Regions from separate parts of the Sus scrofa genome. Here region 2 is linked to region 1. The links are chromatin contacts, called in public HiChIP or PLAC-seq maps. All regions are on one chromosome and are shown on one strand. Each heading gives the region's core, a stretch centred on a gene start, on an enhancer-like site or on the middle of the called end of the contact. The rest is flanking DNA. Distances are from core to core; before and after follow the strand shown. Region 1 overlaps SUPT3H (transcription initiation protein SPT3 homolog). Region 2 overlaps RUNX2 (runt-related transcription factor 2).

What was found. HiChIP or PLAC-seq counts read pairs in DNA pulled down with a chosen protein or histone mark.
Region 2: an H3K27ac HiChIP or PLAC-seq map of alveolar macrophages shows a contact between it and region 1. The contact joins two enhancer-like sites. A contact is called at or near these places in 2 of 47 Hi-C or Micro-C datasets (embryonic fibroblasts and fetal heart ventricle) and 1 of 2 datasets of contacts at active chromatin or transcription factors (alveolar macrophages).

What each region holds. Positions count from the first base shown.
Region 1 is chr7:39,938,103-39,944,993 of Sscrofa11.1, forward strand. All of the region lies in intron 3 of SUPT3H (transcription initiation protein SPT3 homolog), which reads right to left. Among named protein-coding and RNA genes, the nearest start is that of RUNX2, 170 kb to the right of the region's middle. Within about 2 kb of position 2,354, at least 5 of the 83 cell types and tissues checked have an H3K27ac peak or open chromatin away from gene starts, as enhancers often do. A contact at or near this core is called in alveolar macrophages, where this site is marked.
Region 2 is chr7:40,203,015-40,209,905 of Sscrofa11.1, forward strand. RUNX2 (runt-related transcription factor 2) reads left to right here. Exons shown (of 8, transcript XM_005666074.3): 3 at 2,914-3,275. Among named protein-coding and RNA genes, the nearest start is that of SUPT3H, 45 kb to the left of the region's middle. Within about 2 kb of position 2,392, at least 39 of the 83 cell types and tissues checked have an H3K27ac peak or open chromatin away from gene starts, as enhancers often do. A contact at or near this core is called in alveolar macrophages, where this site is marked.

The DNA.
Region 1 (6,891 bases), core at 1,104-3,603:
TGATTTTTTTTACCCCATAGTCTGCTTTGCATCCCTTACCTAGACTCACAAACAACATTTTGGCTGATACTTTGGCAGTCTTCATTATCTCCATAGAAGACTACAGGTATACAATATAATTAAACACCAAATGAAAGCATTCTAGAAGCTCAATTTTCTCCATCTTCTATTTACACTAACTTTAAAATTCATTAACCAATATACTCTGATATTTAACTATGTCCTAGTAATTACATTAGGCACTGCCAAAAATTTAGAGAACATATGATTCTGCTCCTGGACATTGGTAATGGCCACTCTTTCTTTCCTGGTTGTAAAAACAATACACGTTTATCACAGAAAGCTTGGAAACTATAGAAAAATATAAAGATAAAAACCACAAATCCAAAGCTCCAATTAATTATAATCAGGTTATAAGTAAGTCTAGAGCGAAAATAGGCTACTCAATAAAATAGATTTAATTTAAATAATTACAAATTGATAACTTCAATTATGGGAGTCATCAAAATATGTTTCTAAAATGAACAAAGAACCCTAAGAAATCTTGTACAGAAGCACAATCAGGCTTCAATCAGTACATTACACTGCCACACCTATAACAAGTTAGGGGCATCATATTCTAAAAACTCAGGTAAATAGTTTTAGAGAATACCTAAGATCTTATGGTTTGTGGGGTTCATGTCTTTATAATCAGCTTTGAGAAGAGCAGGAAAAATAGATCGACTGAGATTCTGAGATGCTTAAGATGGATGTTAGATACAAATTCACCATAAGATACTCCACATTGACAAAGAGAAGTAACTGATCTGTGAGTGATCTATGTATATGGAAGAAAGCGGAAAATGCACGAGGACACCAACTTGTAGGAAGCCTGTGGGCAGGTATAATTTGGTGAATTCACTAGTGGACAAACTGCAATTAAGTTCAAAGGAGTTAAGAGAAGAGACATGTTGGAGAACTGCGCAAATAATTTAAAACACAGTCTTTTATCCAGTCCCCAAAATGCTGCTGAAACATGGGTAATAAATGTGGCTGGAACTACTAGATAGGAAAAATAAGCTCCATCGTTATCTCATTCCACAAACAGAAATTAATTTGATGTAGATCACAGACTTGAGCATAAAATCCATAACTGTAAAAATACCAGAATAAAACCTGAGAGATAAAATCTTCATGACCTTGCTTACACAAAGATTCATTGGACAAAACATGGGAAGGACAAATAATCCAATAAAAACAGGCAAAAACAATGTATACATGTATGTGTGACTGGGTTACTTTGCTGTACAGTAGAAAAATGACAGAACACTGTAAACCAGTCATAATGGAAAGAATAAAAATCATTATTAAAACATAAACAATAAAAGCAGGCAAAAAAACTGAATAGATACATCACCAAGTGAGATATATGAACAACCAATAGACATACTAAAAGGTGCTGAATATCATTCAACAAATAGAAATAAAAATCACAGCGAGATAATAAGACTGCATACCACAGAGTATACAAAATAAAAAGACTAACAAACCCAAGAAAGCTAGACACAAAAGAATACAGTCTATATAATTTCATTTATACAAAATCTACCAATAGACAAGCTAATCTGTGGTGACAGAAATCATCTGGGGGCAGTGGGCAGGTTGTGACCGAGAAGGGGAATTTCCTAAAGCAATGAAAATGTTAGTCCTAGTTTGGGGTGATGGTTACATAGCAATGTAGACTTGTCAGAGCTCCCTGAATCGAACAACTAAAATGTGCATTTTCTTACGCTAATTTTACATATTCATATATGCATATGTACATATATTACATATGTGTATGCATTTATATTCTCTCTCTATATAAAACATATATATATTAAATTTAACTAGCTAAGCCTGCTTTGTATAATTAGTAATTTAATAAACATACATATACTGAGTTCCTAGCATGTGCTAAATTATTTGTTTTTGTGTTAGGAAGATATCGTAAATGTTCCAATACAAATACTATGATTAAAGTACAGTGCTCTTGAAATCTTCCCCCTAAGGAATGGTAACTTGTTCATTCTCTGATGATAATGTTGTTTAGGGTCTTTTCTGCCTATAAGATACCCTGTATCTTTTTAAAATAGAATACGCCCCTTTTTGCAGAGTGAAAAGTTATAACATGATATCTTAATAATTATTGTTTGCTGTCAGTTACTTTCTATTTAAGTGCTTGTACATTTTAGAATACCCTCCTAATGCTTGATAGTTAATTAAGGCCTGAGAAAAGCACTGGACAACAGACTGTCAAATGCTGGTCACAGTGGACATGGTGCTATACTTGGACAGTCAGAACTGTCCTTGGCTTCCCTGCCTAAGTGGTATTTGTGAGCAATACTTAGGTTTCTACAGACTAGAACATTTCCAAAAAAACAGTGCTAATCACTTGCAAAACAACCACTGAATTTCAAAATATCTCTTTAGTAGAGAAATGCTCACTGTCTTCCACCTAGATGTTATGCTTGAGTCATTACCTTATCTGCTGCATTTCCTTGATAGGAAATTCCATTTCATGATAGCAAACCCTCAATACTGTTGTTGCAGATATTTCAAAAGTATGTGCTGTGACCAATTCATGTGATTCTTTGTGATTTTAAAACTTCTATATATATAACAACTGCAAGTTCCAGGAAGAACAAACTATTATTAAACATACACAATGTACCAACAGTACGTAAAACATGGCCCAGGATGTTCTCATTTTTCCAAATTCCTTACTTCCCCTAATTTCAATAAAAGAAAAACGTCATCCTGACTTAAAGTTCTGTGAGTCATTTCTTATCATAAATAATAATGATCTAAAATTACTATGTTTGCATGTATCTAGAATTATAATAAATGCCATGTGTCAAAGGGGGGTATTACTAGAGTAATTTTCATTATCTATAGAATTAGTTCACATAATATATTTAATAGCCTATTATATGTTTAGCTGGCAAGTTTCTACATTTACTAACCCCATAATTTTAAATTAGAAAATTATATTTCAGCCTACTGTTTTTATTTTGACTAGATCCAAAATATATTAATTGTGGCACATATAGTCAATAAATGAGCCATTATTTCTCCAAGGTGTGTAAAATACATACATAATGATGCCAACTGCATTAAATTTTCCTGCCAAACAGGAAAACAATTAAAGTTGTGTTAACTATAAAATCAGGATTACATTTATTTTAATAAAAGGAAAAGATTTACCTTATTATTTTTTTCAACTTCAGACACACAGTTATGTGAATGGTAACCCAATGCTGACTGTATAAAATACGAACGAGGCAAAGGTTTTACAGCTGGTTTTGATCAGCTTCCTTTGTTTAACATTAAAAGTTAACTTCCAGAAGACACATACAAGCTACAGGTAATGATTACCAGATGGAGATGTTCTTCCTGTTACTGTGTCTGATATCATAAAGAATATGCTGTAAGAAGGGAAAAAAACAACTTGAGCAGGGATTCTGATGTCTTCTGTGGTATAAATAGGCTCTTTCCAACTAACACTGGTCGGCAGAGTCAAAGATTCTTTAGCATCAGAATGCTTCTGTACTTATACAATAGAGTGAAATAAGGTCATAGTCAGCATACATGGTCAAACATCCATGAAGTAACATGAATGTTTTCTTCTTACCCATGATCAGCTCAGAATAAAAGGTTTGCTCCCCGCTACATAGGTCACGTTCCCACTCCATGTCCTATAACCATCTAGCCTATGGTCAAGCCCTGGGAGTCTAGATGCCCAGTCTCCTTGCAGGGCCCCCAGCTATAGTCTCTCTGCCTCAAACTATTCCATGTACTGATATCAGGTTCTCATGTAAAAATAGCAACTGAAAAACTTGCTGAAAAGGTCAAAACTTAAAGAGACTCTCAATTTAATTTAATTTAATTCTATTAAATATGGTCATGTAGTTTTAAAAATTTCATTTCCCCTTTTTTCTCTTCATGGATGCTATAACTCTCCTCAGAATGAACTACTCATTTTTCACAAATGGCTCTCCTACCTATACCTTCCACTATCTAACTCCAAAATTATGAGATCAGATATCACTACTTTTTTAAGTCCAGAACAAAAATTCTTTCATAGGCTTTTCCTGATTCTTAGAGGAAGAACTAAGTTCTCCCTCATGCAACCATTGTAACACCTCATAGAGCACATCTTCATTAGTAGCATATTTATTTATTAACTTATCATATCCACTGCTGGACTGTATATAACCTCCCTGGTAAGGGAGGAGTCATCTTATGTAGTACGTAGTGTAGGATTTTGCTTATGGTACCTACATAAGAAATGTTCATAGAATAAATGAATATACTCCTGGATTCCTGTAGGGCCAAATGCAATGGGGGCACAGCAGTTGCTAAAAAAACAAACAAAATTTTTCCTTTATGTAATCAAATGACTTATTATAAGTGGAAAAAATGCAATGAACACAAACATAAACAAAGGAATTTAAAAAAAATGCTTAAACATTTATTTTTGCTTAAAATTTCATTAAATTTAAAAAATGAATATTTGAGGGGGGAAAAAGAATACATCAAAAACAACACTGAAAAATAAGAAATGGCATTAGTGGGCCAAAACTTTGAAAGACAGAAATTCAACAGATTAGATGGAAGGAAGATTTGAGAAAAACCAAAATCTAAAACCTAAGAAAGACAGGACTATACAGGAGGTAGGAGCAATTCCAAGGAAGCTTCAAACTCATAGAGAAACCCCTGGGGCAATCTTCTGAGTGATTGATGTTGGAACAATAGAGACTTATCAAGGAAAAAAGGATAAGGATTTTCATTTGCAGAGTTAATATGAATTCCAAGGAGGGTAGACTCAGAGCCTGTGTGCCACACCCTAGAGCCTTAACATTTCCTGCTTAGTTTCAAACCTATCAAATCCAAGATATGCCCGGATCTTTACAGAGAATGTCTTCTTAAGGTCAGACCATTCTGTGAGTGTGTGCATAGAGGCAGGATGTGAGGGCTGGAGTATTTACTCATATGTGAAAAACTCTTCATCATGGAGGTAGGGTTCAGAAGAGAGGGGTGATGGACTGTAGGCTGTCACAACTTTCCTGCATGAAACTCTGCAAAGTCAGATATTCCTAAATTTGTACCTGGCAGTCCAAGTTGTTAGAAAGGTATTTGTCAAGGTAGAAGATGGAACATATTTCATGTAACAATTAGTTAGATGGATTTACAACTTCTAAATATTTAGACATATAGTATAAGATGATCAATACAGATTCATTTTCAAAACCACATCTCTGTCCACAAAATAAAGGAAAATATTTATAATCTACTAAATATGCAAATAGATTTTGCTTATCACCCTATTTGAGAGATAAAATTGGGAATAAATTCTAGCCAAATAACACATTAATTGGGACAGAAATCAGAATTGAAAAAGAAAATAAAAAGTAAAAAACTTTGTTAGAATTGGTTAAATATGACTAAATCTAAATAGTAATAAGACATAATAATAATAGTAATAAGTAATAATAGTAATAAGATTCTTGCAATAGGAGAAACATACTGCCTATAAGTCTATGTAATTTAAAATATCTAACTAAATCAGTAAAATTTAGGAATTCAGAGATAGAAAAGGAAAAAAAAATCAGTGAAACCAAAAGCTGGTTCATTGAAAAGACCAGTGAAATCAGTAAGACTCTAAGCAAGCTAATTAAGGGAAAAAAGACAGTGGATACAATTCACAGATATCAGAAATAAAAGAGACAACATTTTTACAGATTCCATGGATATTAAAAGGATAATGAAAGAATGCTAAGGGCTCTATGTCCATGAATTTCACAGCATAGATGACATAGATCAATTCCTTGAAAGATACAATGTCCCAAAACTTAGATAAGAAGAAACAAAATCTGAATAGTCCTACATCTCTTACAGTTACTGAATCAATAATTAATAATCTTCCACACAGGAAGCACTAGGACCAAATGAATTCACTGGTAAATTTTATCAAACATTTTAGGAAGAAATTATACTAATACAATCTCTCTATAATTTCATTCAGAAGAGACAAGCAAAGGGTACCTTATCCTATGAGGCCATTAATACCTTAAGAGAAAACTAAACAAAGATGCTACAATAAAGTAAAATGAGAGACTGACATTTCTTACAAACATAGGTGCAAATATCCTCAAAAAAAAAAAAAAAAAGCAAATTGAATCCAACATAGTATGAAAAGAATTATACACGATGACCAAGTGGAATTTACCCAGGTATCCAAGGCTGGTTCAACATTCAAAATTAGTTGTAATCTATCACATCACCATACTAAATTAGAAACAAAAATTACATGATCATATCAATAGATGCACAAAAAGCATTTGACAAAAGCAAACACCCATTCATGATTAGAAAAACAAAAAACAAGCAAACCAAAAAAACCTCTCAGTAAACAAGGAATAGAGAGAGCTTCCCTGACTTGGTAAAGAATATCTACAAAAAGCCAAAGGTGAAAAACGAGAAACTTTCTAAGATCAGAAATAAGGCAAAGATGTTCCCTCTCATCACTGTTGTGCAACATCATACTGGAAGTCCTTGCTAATGCAATAAGATAAGAAAGAGAAATAAAAGGGATATAACTCAATAAGAAAGAAAAAATTTATCATTCATTGATGATAACCATTCATGTAGAAAATCCAAAAAAAAAAAAAATACAAAAGTATCTTAGGGAAAAAATGATTACAGTAAGGTTTCCAGGTACAAGGTTAATACACAAAATCAATTGCTTTCCTACAGATCAGCAATGAAGAAGTGGTATTTGAAATTAGAGACACAATATATTTACATTACTAACCTCCAAAGGAAAAATACTTAGGTATAAAAACTGACAAAATATGTACAAGATCTATA
Region 2 (6,891 bases), core at 1,142-3,641, 260 kb after region 1:
GGGTTAGAGCTCTCCCCTGTGACCGAAAAGATAATTAAAAATTGTATGCGCAGGAGACAGTTCATTCCTCGCTGCGCATCAAGTCCATCGGGATAAGTGGGTTCTCAGGATAAATGGGGACTCCCGGGCTCGGAGGCCAGGAGACCGGGGAGTAGTTTGGGGAAGGGGTGTCCTAGCGGGTGATGCAGAATGCGTCACCCAGGATGGCAAGTGGCTGTGGGAAGGCCTTGGAGGCGGGAGGGGCGCGGCGAGGGGGCTCGCGTCTGCAGGGGGATTAGGGGGAGAGGCGGGAACGTGGAGAGAAAAGTGGGGAAGGGAGGTGTGGAGTTGTAAATGGGAAAAAGGAAGGTAAAAATTAAGCCCCAAAGAGGAAGGACAGAACAGTGTCCCCCGAACCCCACCCTTACCCCCGCGAGGGCGCTCGCATAGATAACTCCCCCTCCGCTCCCACTATTGGAAGCCCCTCAGTCGCATCTCATTAGAGGGCAATCTTGGTCCCCAAGCCACGCGCCTACAGCCCTGCAAGTTCATCGTGTGCTTGAAATTGGCTCCAGAGTCCAGTACAGGCAACCAGGCCCCCTCTTCCGCCCCCCCCCCGCCCCCGCCGGCTCTCGAAGCTCTTTAGCCCCCCTTTAAAGGCGCAGACCCCCAAGCGCCGGCTGGGCAAGTGAAAGCAATTCTTTAAAAACCGGGAGGTAGGGTCGCGGCAGGTTCCTACCAGGGTTCGAGAGGCGTTTGCGCTGAGCAGCAAAAATTAATGGGTATGTGAATTGATTTAAATAAGATGAAGGGGCGGGGGGAGATGAGTGATGACTCAACTATCTTTCTTCCTGAATACTCTGTAGAGGAGGCATTGTAACTTTTCATTTCTTTTATAAAACCATTTATTACTGTGTGGTGTCAGCTACCGTATTAGGAATCTCTGGCAACTGAGGATTCTTCTTGCAAACACGTTTTCAAGCTTTGCGAGGTTTAAAGGAGATTGACAGCAAGTATTCTAGGAGGAGGGGAAACGGCCCTGTGCCCCCTTCTTAGGGGTGCGATACCCTCAAGCGGATTTCCCGGCTTCTGCGGGCGCCGCACATTGTTTTATTTGTTTTGAAGGCTCAGAGTTTGAGGCTGGTCGGAGACACCCACGTGCTTCTGACTCTCATCAGTGTAATGATCGCCTTAGCCAGAGTCGTGTCTATATAAACCACAAAAACCTAATCATTAGAAATCCCAGCCTCCAAAAACCACATTTTAGGTAAAACTGCCGCCTTTTTTCTGCGCTCCTTCATCCTTTCGACCACAACTTTTGGGGGGATCCAAAGTCGCTTTTTAAACCCACACTGGGAAATAAATACATAAATAAATAGCCATCGAAGCATTTTGAATATTTTATTTCGTATTTTAATTTTTTTTCCTTGGGAGTGGTGGTGGTGGTGGGGAAGTTAAGACATTAGACCAAGTTTTAGATGCAGAATAGACTTATTAATAGATTGAGATTCATGGAAAACTGCTGGGGTTCCCCCCCTCCCCGCAAGGGTTTTAGCAACTTATTTTAATCATCAAGTTGATAGTTTTCCAGTCCTTAAAGAAACTCATCCTTGTTCTCTAGGAACAAGTTTGAATATAGAAGAAAAAAGTGTCCGGCTACCCACAGTTTGAGTTTCTAAAAACGATTTTGACAAATGTCCCCTCCATCCCAATTTTTTTGAGTCGCTTAAGACAAAAAACACCCAAACTCTGTAAAATCTTTTTTTTAACCCCTCTTGGGAGCCGCTCCGGCAGAGGTGGGGGGGGGATGGGGTGGGGGAAGGGTGAAGAGTGCTGAGAAGTCAGCACAGACGCTCAAGAATTTTCCTTCTTCCTCTCCTGAAGTTACAACGAAAAATAACGACAGGCAGATCAGCCGGCAGGCTCTCTGGCGTCTCAGCATCAACCTCCTCCGACCAAGAGGGGGTTCCTGGTTCTAGGGGGGAGGGGGGTGAGAAGCAAGAGGACGCGACCAGGCGAGATCCCCCTAGACCCGGGCCGCCTCTCTCGGCTTCGGAAGCTGCACGCCGCGTCCCGGGGGCTACTTCTCGCGGCCGGCGGGCGGCGGCAGCGGCTGAGATTCGCAGGCTCGAGATCCGCTGCCCCGAGATCCGCTGCCCGCGACTTACCTCCTGGCGCCTCGAAGCGCGAGGGTCAGGGGAGCTTTGCAAAGAGCTGGAGGGAGTGGATGCGAGGAGGGAGCGGTGAGAGGGCGAGAAGAGGAGAAGGGAAAGGAAGGAGCCGAGCCGGGGAGCCGGGCTGGCAGCCGCCGCGGGAGGAATCTGAGTGTGCAGCCGGCGCGGGGGGAGCGGCAGCCGCAGCAGAGCGGCGGCGGCAGCAGCGGCGCGGGCGGGCGGGCGGCGCGGCGCGGACGCCAGCAGCTGCGTAGCTGCTCGTGGCGCGGCGCGGCGGTGGCGGGCAGCGCGCGGCGATGCTGGCCTCTGGGTTGGACTGCTGAACCCACTGGGCTCAACCGCCGGACTCGAACTGGGAGGGGGCGCCAGCGCACCCAGGACGCGGTGCCCCAAGGGACCCCACTCCAAGCTGCTGCGAAGTGAAGTCTCCCGCCTGCCCGAGCCAAACACATCCTGGTGCCCGTTCGCAGCTGCCACCCCGGGTGTTTCAAGGGCTCCAGCAAGATCTGCGCCTCCCGGGTCTCGTCACCCGCCAACCCGATTGCTCCGCACCGCCACCGCTGGCCCCCGTCAGACTCCGCCCGGCAGTCTGCTTCATCGAACTTGATTTCTCACCTCCTCAGCCCCATCACCTCCATCCCCTTTCCCCCGTCTCGCCTCCACCCCCCCAATTTCCTCCTCCTCGCCCCTCATTCCACCCTCCTCCCCCTCCCCCGGCCACTTCGCTAACTTGTGGCTGTTGTGATGCGTATTCCCGTAGATCCGAGCACCAGCCGGCGCTTCAGCCCCCCCTCCAGCAGCCTGCAGCCCGGCAAGATGAGCGACGTGAGCCCGGTGGTGGCTGCGCAACAGCAGCAGCAGCAACAACAGCAGCAGCAGCAGCAGCAGCAACAGCAGCAACAGCAGCAGCAGGAGGCAGCGGCAGCGGCGGCGGCGGCGGCGGCGGCGGCGGCAGCGGCAGCCGCCGTGCCCCGGTTGCGGCCGCCGCACGACAACCGCACCATGGTGGAGATCATCGCTGACCACCCGGCCGAACTCGTCCGCACCGACAGCCCCAACTTCCTGTGCTCTGTGCTGCCCTCGCACTGGCGTTGCAACAAGACCCTGCCCGTGGCCTTCAAGGTAAGAAGCTGCGGCCGCCCCCCCACCCCCCGCCCCCTGCCCGGAGCCGCGGGACCTGCCTGCTAGCGTTTCCGTGCCCGCGGGGGCCCGAGCCCGGACCCGTACTGCCTCCAAGGTTCCTATCTTGGTGGCTCGGACCCGAAGGAACGCCGTCTGGCCCTCTTCCTCCGGATCTGCCAGCGGGCTCCGGGCGTAGTGACCCCGTGCAGATAGATCCTTCCCTCTCCCACCTGTGCCCGCAGCCATCACCTCAACCCTGGTTCTCTTTATCCGTTCATCACCCGTGGAGCCTGCCGGCCAACATTCTGACCCACTTCTCCGAGCCGTCTTACCTCCCCCAGGAGCCCCCAGGTGCCCACTCTCCGAGCTGCGGCCCGAACTTGCTCCACCCCGCCCCCACTCCAGGGTATCGCCAGCGTTCTCCCCACGGACTCCCGCGTCCCTCTCCCCAGCATCCCTGCCCGCCCTGCGCCTCAGGCTGCCGCGCCACCCCTCCCCCGGATCCCGCGCGCTCCCACCCTTTCCCCTCCAAACCGAGCGCCCTCCGCCCGTGTCGGCGCCCCCTTCTCCCACCCGTTTGAGCCTCTGCGGCTCCGGCCCCTCTCGGGCTCGGGGGCCTGTGTTCGTGGGGTGCCGGCGCCGGAGTTCGAGCCTGGGGAGGGGCTCCGAGTGCCGGCTGCCGCGGCGGCGCGTGGGCCGCCGGACTGAAGTCAGAGAGGGTCCCGGGCAAACTTAGGTACCCGGGGAGCGAGTGAGGGGAGACAGGTCGGGGGCATTTTCTCCGCCTGCAGCCCCACGCTTGTTCCGGCTACTGGGAGGAAGGCGAGGCAGCCGGGGTCGCCCCGCGCCCAGAGGCCGGGGAGTACGCGAGTCCTGGGCGCCAGACCCTCAAGTGCAAGGCGGCGCGGGCCAGGGAAGGGGGCGGGGGCTGGACGGCCTCTTCCACGGGGACCCGCTCCCCGCCTCGCCGCGCCTGGGAGGGAGAAGGGAAACCTGTGAAATGCCTTCAGCTTGCCTGCCTTGAAAGCGGAGGTGACTGTGCGATTCGAGTCATCTTATTCTCACTTTTGAGGACTTGGACCCCAGAGGTCCCTCCTGCTTCTGAAAGGTCTTGTGGCGCTGGGGCCCGTGATTTGGGAGCGGAGGGAGTGACCCCGGGGTTGAAAAGCGCCCTCCGCGCGCCCCGCGGCCTCCTCCGCCCGCCCCGTTAGTTTGAGGGCGAGTGTCAGCAATTGGAGTCGCGGGCTGCGGCTCTTCCGGCAGATTGAGGGCGTCGGGGAGTGCGTTTGGGGTCCCCCGGGGAGACCTCGCCTCCTCGCACGGCCCCCAGAGCTGCGAGCATCCCGGGTTGCTGGGGAACTGGGGTCCCGGGCCGTCCTCCCTCGCGGGACTTGGCGCCTGGGATGGAGTGGGCGGTGAGCCAGTTGGGGAGAAGAGCGCTTCCAGAAAGATGCTTCAGGCCCGGTCTAGCCTCAGAACCCACGAAGGTGGGCCTGGGTCCGCCGGGTTCTGAGATCTGTGGAGAGCAGGGTAAGCCAGGCCTTGGGGGAGGAGGGAAAAAAGGGAGCACGCGTGCCAGTTCCTCCCTTGTGGATCCCGGGGCTAAACTCCCACGGGCCACTGGCAGTTCCCAGATGTTGCTCACCACCCCCGCCCCACGCACCAATTCAGATTCCGTGTGTGGGTGGGGTGGAAAGGAAGAGGAGTCCAGGTCAATTAGAGCTGGTTATCTTGCTACGTTTGCTATCAGAACAGAAATCAGAATGAATTGTTATGGAAAGGGGATGTTGCATTCTGGGGCAAGTTTCATTTTGCAGTTGGCTCAAGAAATGTGTGTGTGTGTTTTAACCGTCCCATTTCTTCTTTTATGAACCACACATTTTGTAAGTTAAGGTTTTCTTCCTTGAAATATGGAGAGCTCAGAATATGTGTGAATCGTAGAAATTTGGATTTTCATATGAGATCTTGTACACCAAAGGCTCAGAATTTTGTAATTTGCCCTAGGTGAGAGTGGAAATTTGTTTCCACCTCCCTCCAAAAGAAAACCCTCTCCAAACACACACACACACACACGCACGCACGCACACACACACGCATACACACACACACCTTGGATGAAAACAGCAAATAATACAAATAAATAGATAAAATGTCACAAGTCAGGATACCTAAAAATATAAGGATAGGTGCCTTCGTTTTAAAAGATACCATTTAGATGTTTGATGTTCTACAGTCTGTTCTGCTAAACATGTTTAAAGTCTAACTGTCCTGAGGTATTCTCTTATGTTTATGGTGCTGAATTGATTTTGGGCATTAGTATTTGGGGTAGAAAGTACATTTTTGGCATAAAGATAGAGTGCAAATTAGTTTGAGCTATTTTCAGATAGTTTGAGTATCTTTAGGTTTTCTCACTACCACCCTTTTGAAATTATTTTGGAAATAAATTGCTTTCTCTGTGCTTCATCAGACTTATTGTTAATAAGAGAGTAATTTTACTTTTCACAGTAAACAAAACCATAGATAACCCATGACCATATTAAATTGAATATTTTAATTCATGTTAATTGAATGATCAGTTGAGTTAACCTAAAACCTTTCATGTTTTCCTATTCCCATACCTGAGTTTAAAAAATTCAAAGAACGGGTGATAGCTGAGATCCACTGCTGAAAAATACGTGTAGCTATTTGGAACATCCAGATTCTGACATCAGTGTTTTTTTTTTTTTTTATCTGAATGTTGGGTTGTTAAAAAAACAACCTCTTTTTACCTTACTTTGGAGATAAAAAGCCTGTGAGCCGTAGACCCTCTACATTCATGCAACATAATCAAATACATCTGCAAAGAAGTCATATGAAAAAGTCTCTGTTTTAAAAGTGGTGACAGCAATTTGGCTATCATATTTAGAGCTATGTACCAAGCAAATTGTAGTGTTTGGGGTAGATAGCAGAGAGGTAAATATATTTAAAAACACCCATACAGAACTTAATTGTTGAGAAATCTGGTATTCAAATCCATATAATATTTACTGACCCCATGTTTTATGTCTGTGACACTGAGACACAGACAAGAGAGAGAATCAGAAATGAATTTGGTAGACTGTGTTTTCATACATTAATTTAATTAAGTTAAAGAGTGCTTCAGCGTGGCATTGGCCATGTATTGTATTAAGACAGGTCATGTATTAGTGTTGTTCCGCTGATCTTGTTAAGGGATTATGCAGGAGTACTTAATTCATTTACACTCTGACGTGTAAAAGTGCAAAACCACCTAGGATACTTAAAAATACGTAAAGTTGTTTAGTAGCATTATATTTTTGACAAAGTCCTGCAGTTGTGACATGTTCAGTCCTCCCAGGTGTCAAGGAAATGGAAATAAATATTTTTAACATTTCTCTCAGGTGTATCTCACCGAAAGCTTAAAATAGTTGAGGCATACTATTAGGGGATCCCAGGCCCTTTCTGTCCTAGGTAATTGTAGTGATGAAAAAGCAATATGCAAATTCAGCTCATTAGTTAATAGTCAGGTAGAAATAGTGGAGGGAACATGTCAGCCCTGCAGCCAGTAGCACCCTTGGTAGTTAGAGGTCTGTCAGCATTTCCACCCTGAAGCCTGGTG